Linked DNA regions of Mus musculus: region 1 is linked to region 2. The links are chromatin contacts, called in public HiChIP or PLAC-seq maps. All regions are on one chromosome and are shown on one strand. The core of a region is the stretch at or near the end of the contact, and the rest is flanking DNA. Distances in the headings are between cores, read along the strand shown. Region 1 overlaps Ttc21a (tetratricopeptide repeat domain 21A). Region 2 holds the start of Wdr48 (WD repeat domain 48).

Region 1 (3,884 bases), core at 754-3,253, 61 kb before region 2:
AGGAAAGGCAGAGTGAGGGGCCAGAGTGTAAATGTGTTCTCGTTACGCCTTTGGCATCCGTGCTGGGATCCAGGCTCAGACCCTTCCAACAGAATGTCAGCCATCGGGACAGAGATGTGGGGGAGGGGCTGGCAGCAGGTCCTCAGAACTCACCCACAGGCAGGGAGACCTATGAGGTGCTCATACCTTGGTCTAATGTGCTCTGGGGATACACTCTGGAGGGAGACCCAGTTGAAGGTATACAACCTGAGGAATCCCCCCCACCCCCCAGCAGCCCGGGGCTCGGGGGTGGGGTGAAGGTGCCACCTGCTGTGGATGGAGCTTACACGTAGCAGCCAATGTAGAGGCGCACGTCCTTGCGAGTGTGCAGGTAGATACTGGCCATCTTCTCCTTGGCTTCTGTGTAGCAGGGTTGCTTGGGTGTGATACCTCTTAACATGTTCAGCGCCAGGTCCACGTTGCCCTTGCTCAGAGCCAAGTCCACGTTGGCGACCGTGATGCGCATCTCCTCTGGCGTGCCGCTGAACTCATTGATGGCGTCCTGCATGATCTTGGTGGCCTCGTGCTACGACGTGTGGGACCAAACAGACCCTCTCTTTGGTGTTAACCATGACAGGTGACCCAAGGAGAGTTCTACCACCTTCCCCATGCCTGGGTTCAGCTCAGAGCCTGGAGCTCCTGGGCCATCATGGCTCTGTACCACCTGCAGAGCAGCTGTGGAGGTAAGGTTCATCAGAACCCACATGGGGACAGCTCATCTGACCCCACCCTTTCCCCAGGAGTTTAGCTGAGGGACCAGACCTGACACCAGACACCTGTAATCCTAACACTTGAGGGGCTGAGGCAGGAGGATCGTACATTTCATGCCAATCTGGACTACACAGAGAGTTAAAAACAAACAAACAAACAAAAGACTGGGGGGGGGGGGCGATGAAATGGCTCAGCAGGCTAAGGCGTCCGTTGCTAAAGCTGTCGATGTGAATCCAATCCCCAGGACCAACATGATGGAAGGAGGGAGCCAACTCCCAATTTGTCTTCGGATGTCCACTCATGCATGATGTGACGCGCGTATAACAACATGTGCACGTGTTTACACACACAATAATAAACGAATGGTAAATCTTCAAAGTTAAAAAAACAAACAAAAAAACCAAACTGAACAATCAAACACTGCTCAGCTTTTTTTTTTTTTTTTTTTAAAGAAATGTTTATCTTTGCTGGGTGTTGGTGGCACATACCCTTAATCCCAGCACTCAGGGGACAGAGGCAAGCAGGTTTCTGTGAGTTCAAAGCTAGAAGCCTTCTCTATAGAATGAGTTCCAGGACACAGAGAAATCTTGTCTCAAAAAAACCCAGAAACAGAAAAAAAAGTATCTATTTTTATTCCATGTGTATGAGTCTCTTTCTCTCTTTCTCTTTCTCTCTCTCTCTCTCTGTGTGTATGTACACATCCCTTGTGCCTTTAGAGGCCAGAAGGAATTAGACCTTCTGGAACTGGAATTACAGATGGTTGTGAGCCACCATGATGGTGCTGAGAACTGAGCCCAGATCCTTGGCAAGAGCAGCCAATGCTCTAACCACCGAGTCATCTCTCTAGCATATGTGTGTGTGTATACACAGATATATACATGTTTTATTGTGTATATATATTGTATGTATGTGCATATATATGTGTATGTATGTGTATATATTATTTATATTTTTCATTTATTTATATAATTATGTTATTTTAGCACATATATATAAATACACACACACACACACACAGATATAAACAGTGTCTAATGTCTAAACTATGTAGCCCTGGTTGGCTTGACACTATGTAGACCAAGCTAACCTCCATGCTGGCCCCACCCCTTTTCTCAAGGCTCAAACCCATGACCTCAAGCTTGCATGGGAGGCACTCTGCCAGCTGAGCCACCTTCACAGTCCCTGTGTCTTGAAGGAGTGAGCAGTTGTTTTCTTCAGGCTAGTTTCCTGTCTTCATCAGGCTCATCACAGGGGAAGGTTACGGGCCCTGGTCATAGAGATGGCCCAGGACAGACCACATCCTGTGAGTTGGCAAGGCTACTAAGGCCAGGGCATCGTACAGACTCCAGCCTCGAGGAGTCTTGCTCTTGCCTCTTGCCAAGGCTGGGAGAGCTCTGTGAGTTTGAGGCCAGCTTGGTCTACACGGTGAGCTCCAGGCCAGCCAATCATACATAGTGAGACACTGTCTCAACCAAACCAAACCAACAGAAAGGGTTGGAATCATAGCCCAAGTTAACATCAGGCACAGTAGGAGCTTGGCCCCCAGGCTGATCTCCTGGGGCCTCTAATGTGCTCCAGGGAAGGGGAGCAAACACATCTTTCTCTCTTCCTCTTGCCTTCTTTTCTTTGTTGTGTGTCTCTGTGTGGGGTGCGCATGCACGTTCCCACTGAGGGGTGGAGGCGTGAGTGTGCTCTCCCTGCTCATTCATGTCTGCGTGAGAGCCTGACAGAAATGTTCCTTCGCTTGTTCTCCACTCTGTTTACTGAGGCAGGTCTCTCACTCTGAGGCTAAAACTCTCAGATGAATTGTGGGTTCTGAGGATTTGAACTCTGGCCCTCAGGCCTTCACAGCAAGCTCTTTATCCACTGAGCCCAATCCCCAGCCCTGGCATTTCTTACCAGTTCCCCATTCAGTCGGAGAGCCTCTACTAGCTCTAGCAGGATGGATGCCCGCTCGCTGGGCCGAACGGAGGGGCTTTGGGACTTCCTGCCCTCTTCTGCCTTCGAGGTGGGAACCTTTATGATCATTTTTAAGGTCTTTATGGCCTCGGCATAGTCGCCCGTCTTATTGAGGGCCCTGGCTTTGATGAAGTGGTAGAGGGGATGGTCTCGGACCTAGGAGAGGCAGGGCAGAGTGGGGTCTAGCTTACACCCCTGCTGTCATACAGCAGCCCCAGGAACTTCTCCAGGGGAGCTGGGGAGCCAGCCCTGCCTGCCGGTTAGCAGAGGGTCTGGGGGGAACGCGTATGCCTTTATGTGGCTTCCCCCCTCCCAGGCAACTGTCCGGAAAAGGGTGCAACAGTTGGGTGGGCCACACAGTGTGGCGCGCTCCCACCTGGAAGTTGTGGCTGACACCCAGCTCTAGGCAATGGGAGCACATGGCGAAGTTGCCCTGGGCCAGGTAGATCTGGGACATGAGGAGGTGAGCATCCACAAATGTGGGGTCCAGCTCCAGGCAGCGCTGCAGGGTGCTCTGCGCATTTTCCAGCTCTCCTAGGAACAGGAAACACAAAGTCTGTGTCCAGGGATCTTCAGGAGCCACCCCAAGGACCCGCCCAACAAGTAGAGGGAGGGAGACTGGATTGCACAGGTGCAGCCTTTCGGAAGTCTCAACATTGGTGTCTCACCCAGCTTTAAAATTTTGAGTGTGTGTGTGTGTGTGTGTGTGTGTGTGTGTGTGTGTGTGAGTGAGACTCCTCAGGAGACATTCACCTTGTGTTGAGACAGGGTCTTTCTCTGACCTGGAGCTCACCGAGTAGGCTAGGCTAGGCAACCAGCAAGCCCTTGGATCCCACTGTATCTCTACCTCTCCTGCACTAGTTCTACAAGTATGGGGTCGGACTCAGGTCCTCTGCTTGCAAGGAAAGCACCCGATGACCGAGCTCTTTCCTCTGCCCTGCAAGGCCTGTTGGAAAGTCTAACTTAGCCGGGGGCGTGGTGACGCACGCGTTTACGTGGGTGACACATCCCAGCATCCTGAGTTCCAGGACAGCCAGGGCTGCACAGAGAAACCCTGTCTTGAAAAAACAAAAACCAAAAAAACCAAAAAAACCAAAAAAAGAAAAGAAAAGAAAACAACAACAAAAATGAAAAAAAGAAAAGAGGAGAGAAAGTCTGACTTGACTTAGTATCCA
Region 2 (4,176 bases), core at 1,003-3,502:
AAATCCTAAACCTTCTCTTAGCAGGCTAGTTTCAGATTTTGATAGGAAATAGTGTCCAATCACAATTGGTTTGCTGTTGAACAAAGTGCTAAACACCAAATTCTACCTTCATCCTCTGGCCAGCTGAGTGTGGAATCAGCTTCTCCCTAGGTCTATACGCACCAGCCGACATCTAGCCTATTTAAACACTTTTTTGGCACCTGATGTGATTTTCTTCTCTACTCTTCTCTGTTGTGTGTGTTGTTTTAAAAAATGTTTTTAAAAGATGCTAAGGACAGAGCCTTGTGAGAGGCAGGCACGTGCTCTACACTGAGGTGTATTCCCCCAGAGTCAAGGATAACTTGGAGCCAGTTTTCACTGTCCACTTTGTGGGTCCCAGGAATCAAACTCAAGTCTTCAGGCTTGGCAGCAAGCACACCTCCCCTCCAAGCCATCTTGCAAGCCCATGTCTTTTAAGTCTTTACCCCAAACTGAACGAACTGATAATCCTTACTCTATCAAGAACCACCGTCCTAGTGTGTGGAACTGGACTAAGTTACAACTTAGTTGAAATCAGTGTTTTCACCCCCTTGGCCTGGAGGCTGGGGCTACTTCAGTGCCATCAATGCCATTTGGAAGGAAAGCAGCACCTACCCAGGGAAAGCTAGGGGATTTTTACATTCTTGTCACCTCACTGATCCTGTAAAGTATTTATTACTTGTTAGTGAGCGTGTGAGTGCGTGAGCGCCTGTGTGAGTGTGGTGCACAGGGGCATAAGCACATAGGGACACATGCATGTGGAGGCTACAGGGTGACCTGGGTGCCTTCCCTCATTGCTCACTCTCCACCCTGTTTCTTTCATGGGACCTGGAGTTTATCAATCAGCAGGACTAGACAGCCATCAAGCTTCAGGGACACTCCATTTTCTGCCTCCCTAGAGCTGAGATTTCAAGTGCCAACCCACATGCCAGGCGTCTTTTCAAGTGAGGGGATAGAGATGTTTACGTGGACGCAGATATTCAGATCCTCATGTTTGTGCTACAGGCCTTCCACCAGACTGACCATCTCCCAGTCAGCCCAATTCTAACCATTAAACAACCATTAGTGAGCACACAGGGCCAACAAATGGAAGTCAGTACTATAAAGAGGACACTCATTCAGAAAATGCCACAGCTTTCCAGCCTTATGCTGGGGTTACTCACCTTTGGCCCTCCCTTCTGAACACTGAGTTCAATCCGTGGAGTGTTTACTGACTGCTAAACCCTTTTAGTCTCTTCTCCTCTGTGCGGCAAGTCTATGCACTCAGTCCACTTTAATGACTGAATGCATTTTTTTTTTTAAGGCAGTGTGTCTCGTGTAGCCCAGACTGATTGATCTCAAACTTGGTAGGTACTGGAGGATGACCTTGAATTTCCGATTCCCCTGTCGTCACCACAGAAACACACACACACAAGCAGCGCTAGAAGTACAGGCGGGTACCAAGCATGCCTGGTTTTATGTGGAGCAGGGGGTTTGAACCTTGCTCAGGACAGGAAGGGCTCTGCTAAACGAGCTTTATCCCCAGCACACAAGGCAGCAAGCAAAACTCAAACGTACACCAAACCAACGTGATTTGGGGAAACCCAAAGCACCCACGGTGCGGGTCAGCGAGCTCATCACTGGAGATTCCGACGTTAGGGAGATGAGGACTAAAAAGGAAGCCCGGAAGATGCATAGTGAGGACGGTGGAGGGCGGAGGCAAAGCCCATCGCTAAGGAAGGGACACTGTCATTTCCTCCAGCACAGCGCTCCCACGTGCGACCCGGACCCGCCACGCCCCCGCAAGGCCCCTCGCTTCCCGGCCTCACCCACCCGCGGGCGCCGCGAGGCCTCCGCCGCCGGGTCGCGGCTGTTCCGGAGGAAGGCGGCCGAGAGCAGAGGCAGGTGAGCGGGCAGCAGGCCCATGGCGCCGCCGCAGGCCCGGTGTCCCGGGACGGCGGTTCGCCGGGACGGCGGTTCCCCGCGACCGCTCGCGAGGCCCGCGCGCCCAGTCCGCCCGCCGCCACCTCAGGCCGTTGGCGCCCCGGCCCCACCCCTCGCGCCGCTGCGCCCCGCCCCGCCATCCTCCGGCTGTCGAACCCGGCCAGCCGCGGCCCGAGGCATCCGCCCGCCCGCGGGGGTACCAGAGCCGACGGCAGTGTCGCCAAGGCCGCGGAGCCGGGCCGCCATACCTGCACTTTCCTCCGCCCGGCTGTGTTCTGCCGGTGATGGGCCGCCATCTTGCATGTTGACACTCCGACGTCACTTCCGGGAGAGTTGAAGCGCCAGCGGATGTCCCGCCCTACTCTGTGGTTGGGTAGAAGGTAGGTAGGGCGTAGGCTTTCCGGGCTGGTTGCGAGGGGAGGCGCTGGCGGAGAAATAGCAGCGTGTGGGCGGGAACGCTCTTGGAACCAGGGCTTGGGGGCCCGTACTGGTCTACCTCTGTGCAGCTAAGCCCCAGGGCCGTCCCAGCGCCTGCATGCAGAGAGAAAGCGCTCAAGAGAGTCGTGCTTAAGTCGTGCCCCAGCCACTTAAGCCAGTGCTTAGCAACTGGACCACGTCTCTAACTCCATATTTATAGGTTTTAAAAATAATAATAATAAAATGTTGTTGTCATTTAGTTATTTTGAGGCATGGTCTCGCTGTGTAGTCCTGGCTGTTCTCAAACACCAGCGGAGAGGACAACTTGTGGTAGTCTTCTTCTTCCACTATGTGGGCCTTGAGATTCTAACTCAGGCTTGGCAGTAGGCACCTTTATCCAGTGATTCATCTCACCAGCCCCCTCAGGATCTTACCCAGACTCTCAGAATTACAGACGTGTGCCTGTACAGCTATAATATGGATCTTAGGATGTTAAGTGAGATAATGTTCGCATAGGCCCTGCTAACTTGACAATATATTTTAAATGATCGTTTTGGCAAAAACATGACCAAAGTACTATAACCCCTATGGAAACCCACTACCTTTATAAACTAATTAAAAAATACAAAGGGGCTGGAGAGATGGCTGAGAAGTTGAGAGCACTTGCAGAGGACCTGGGTTTGGTTCCCAGCATTCACCTGGGAGTTCATGAGCTGCAATAAACTCCAGTCCCACACGCCCCCTTTCGGACGCAGGTAGAACACTCTCCCAAAATAGAAGTAAATCTAAAATACAGAATTTCAAAGAGATACACTTGCATGGATGGAAAATGATTCCCCCCAAAAGACATGCATTATTAGATGAAAATCTCAATGCCAGGCATGGGATAGCTTTCTATGACATGGTCAGGGAAGACCCAGAAGCCCCTAAAACAATACAGGCTATAGCTGTTGCACTTGGTTGCCCACCGAAACTAAGTAGTAAGACACTATTGCTGGAGACACTGTATACTTTGGTAGCTGGACACAGAGACATCAAAGTGCACTGACCCAAAAACTTGTCAGTGATGACTCTGTGATGACTGGCTTCTCTGTGATGACTCTGTGATGACTGGCTTCTCTGTGATGACTGGCTTTCATAGGTGCTGTGAATCCTGCCAGGGAAAAAGAAGCATCCGTGATAAACCAGCCGACCACCTTGCCAGGCAAGATGTGCCCGCTGCTGTAGGGTTATGAGGGCAACCAATTACTTTTGGATTTGAGGTCTGTTCTACTGGAAGGAATTCCAGCTTGGTACTGTAACCTGGTCCTGTAAATCCCATGGCTCGGGGCATCACGGCCACAGGGAGGAACCTGTTACTGTGGTTTTGCTAAATTACATGTTATCAGACTTCTTTCTAGAAATTTATATGTATATCCACAAATCCGTACTGTCCTCAGCCACAGCCAGAGGCACTTTCTGTAGCAAGCAGCAGTTGATGCAGAGACTGAAAATGCTGAGACTAAGTGACTGTTGGGTGTCTCGGGGAACTCTGAAAAAAAAATGGCAGAAAGGATGTAAGAGCTGAGAAATGGGCAGAGCCTGTGGAATACTGTCTTTCAGATGGTACAGCCATTGCCCCATGTGCTGCTATGGTTATCTGCAGAAGACCTGTAAATATTCCAACACGCGGCACTGAATGAACTCTGGGTTCTTAACACTGAAAAGGAGAGGACATGAGGGTAAGATGTGTGGAGGGTTCCTAGAGGAGTTGGGGAAGGACATAGGGGTTCCTGGAGGGAGTAGGAGGGGTTTCTTGGGGATAAAAGAAGAGCTGAG

What was found. HiChIP or PLAC-seq counts read pairs in DNA pulled down with a chosen protein or histone mark.
Region 1: an H3K4me3 HiChIP or PLAC-seq map of the 230-238 cell line shows a contact between it and region 2, with 11 read pairs. The contact joins the enhancer-like site here to the promoter of Wdr48 in region 2. A contact is called at or near these places in 1 of 39 promoter capture datasets (macrophages), 1 of 484 Hi-C or Micro-C datasets (regulatory T cells), 4 of 115 datasets of contacts at active chromatin or transcription factors (the 230-238 cell line, the HPC-7 cell line and embryonic stem cells) and 3 of 9 other capture datasets (adipose tissue, liver and pancreatic islet).

The regions. Positions count from the first base shown.
Region 1 is chr9:119,953,515-119,957,398 of GRCm38.p6, reverse strand. It overlaps Ttc21a (tetratricopeptide repeat domain 21A), which reads right to left. Exons shown (of 29, transcript NM_028735.3): 13 at 3,086-3,243; 14 at 2,650-2,865; 15 at 327-565. Among named protein-coding and RNA genes, the nearest start is that of Ttc21a, 18 kb to the right of the region's middle. Within about 2 kb of position 2,003, at least 4 of the 459 cell types and tissues checked have an H3K27ac peak or open chromatin away from gene starts, as enhancers often do. A contact at or near this core is called in the 230-238 cell line, where this site is marked.
Region 2 is chr9:119,892,971-119,897,146 of GRCm38.p6, reverse strand. Wdr48 (WD repeat domain 48) reads right to left here and starts at 2,252. Exons shown (of 19, transcript NM_026236.3): 1 at 2,190-2,252. The coding sequence starts at 2,237. Gm2449 (a long non-coding RNA gene) reads left to right here and starts at 2,235. Exons shown (of 7, transcript XR_871350.2): 1 at 2,235-2,321; 2 at 3,500-3,620; 3 at 3,961-4,079.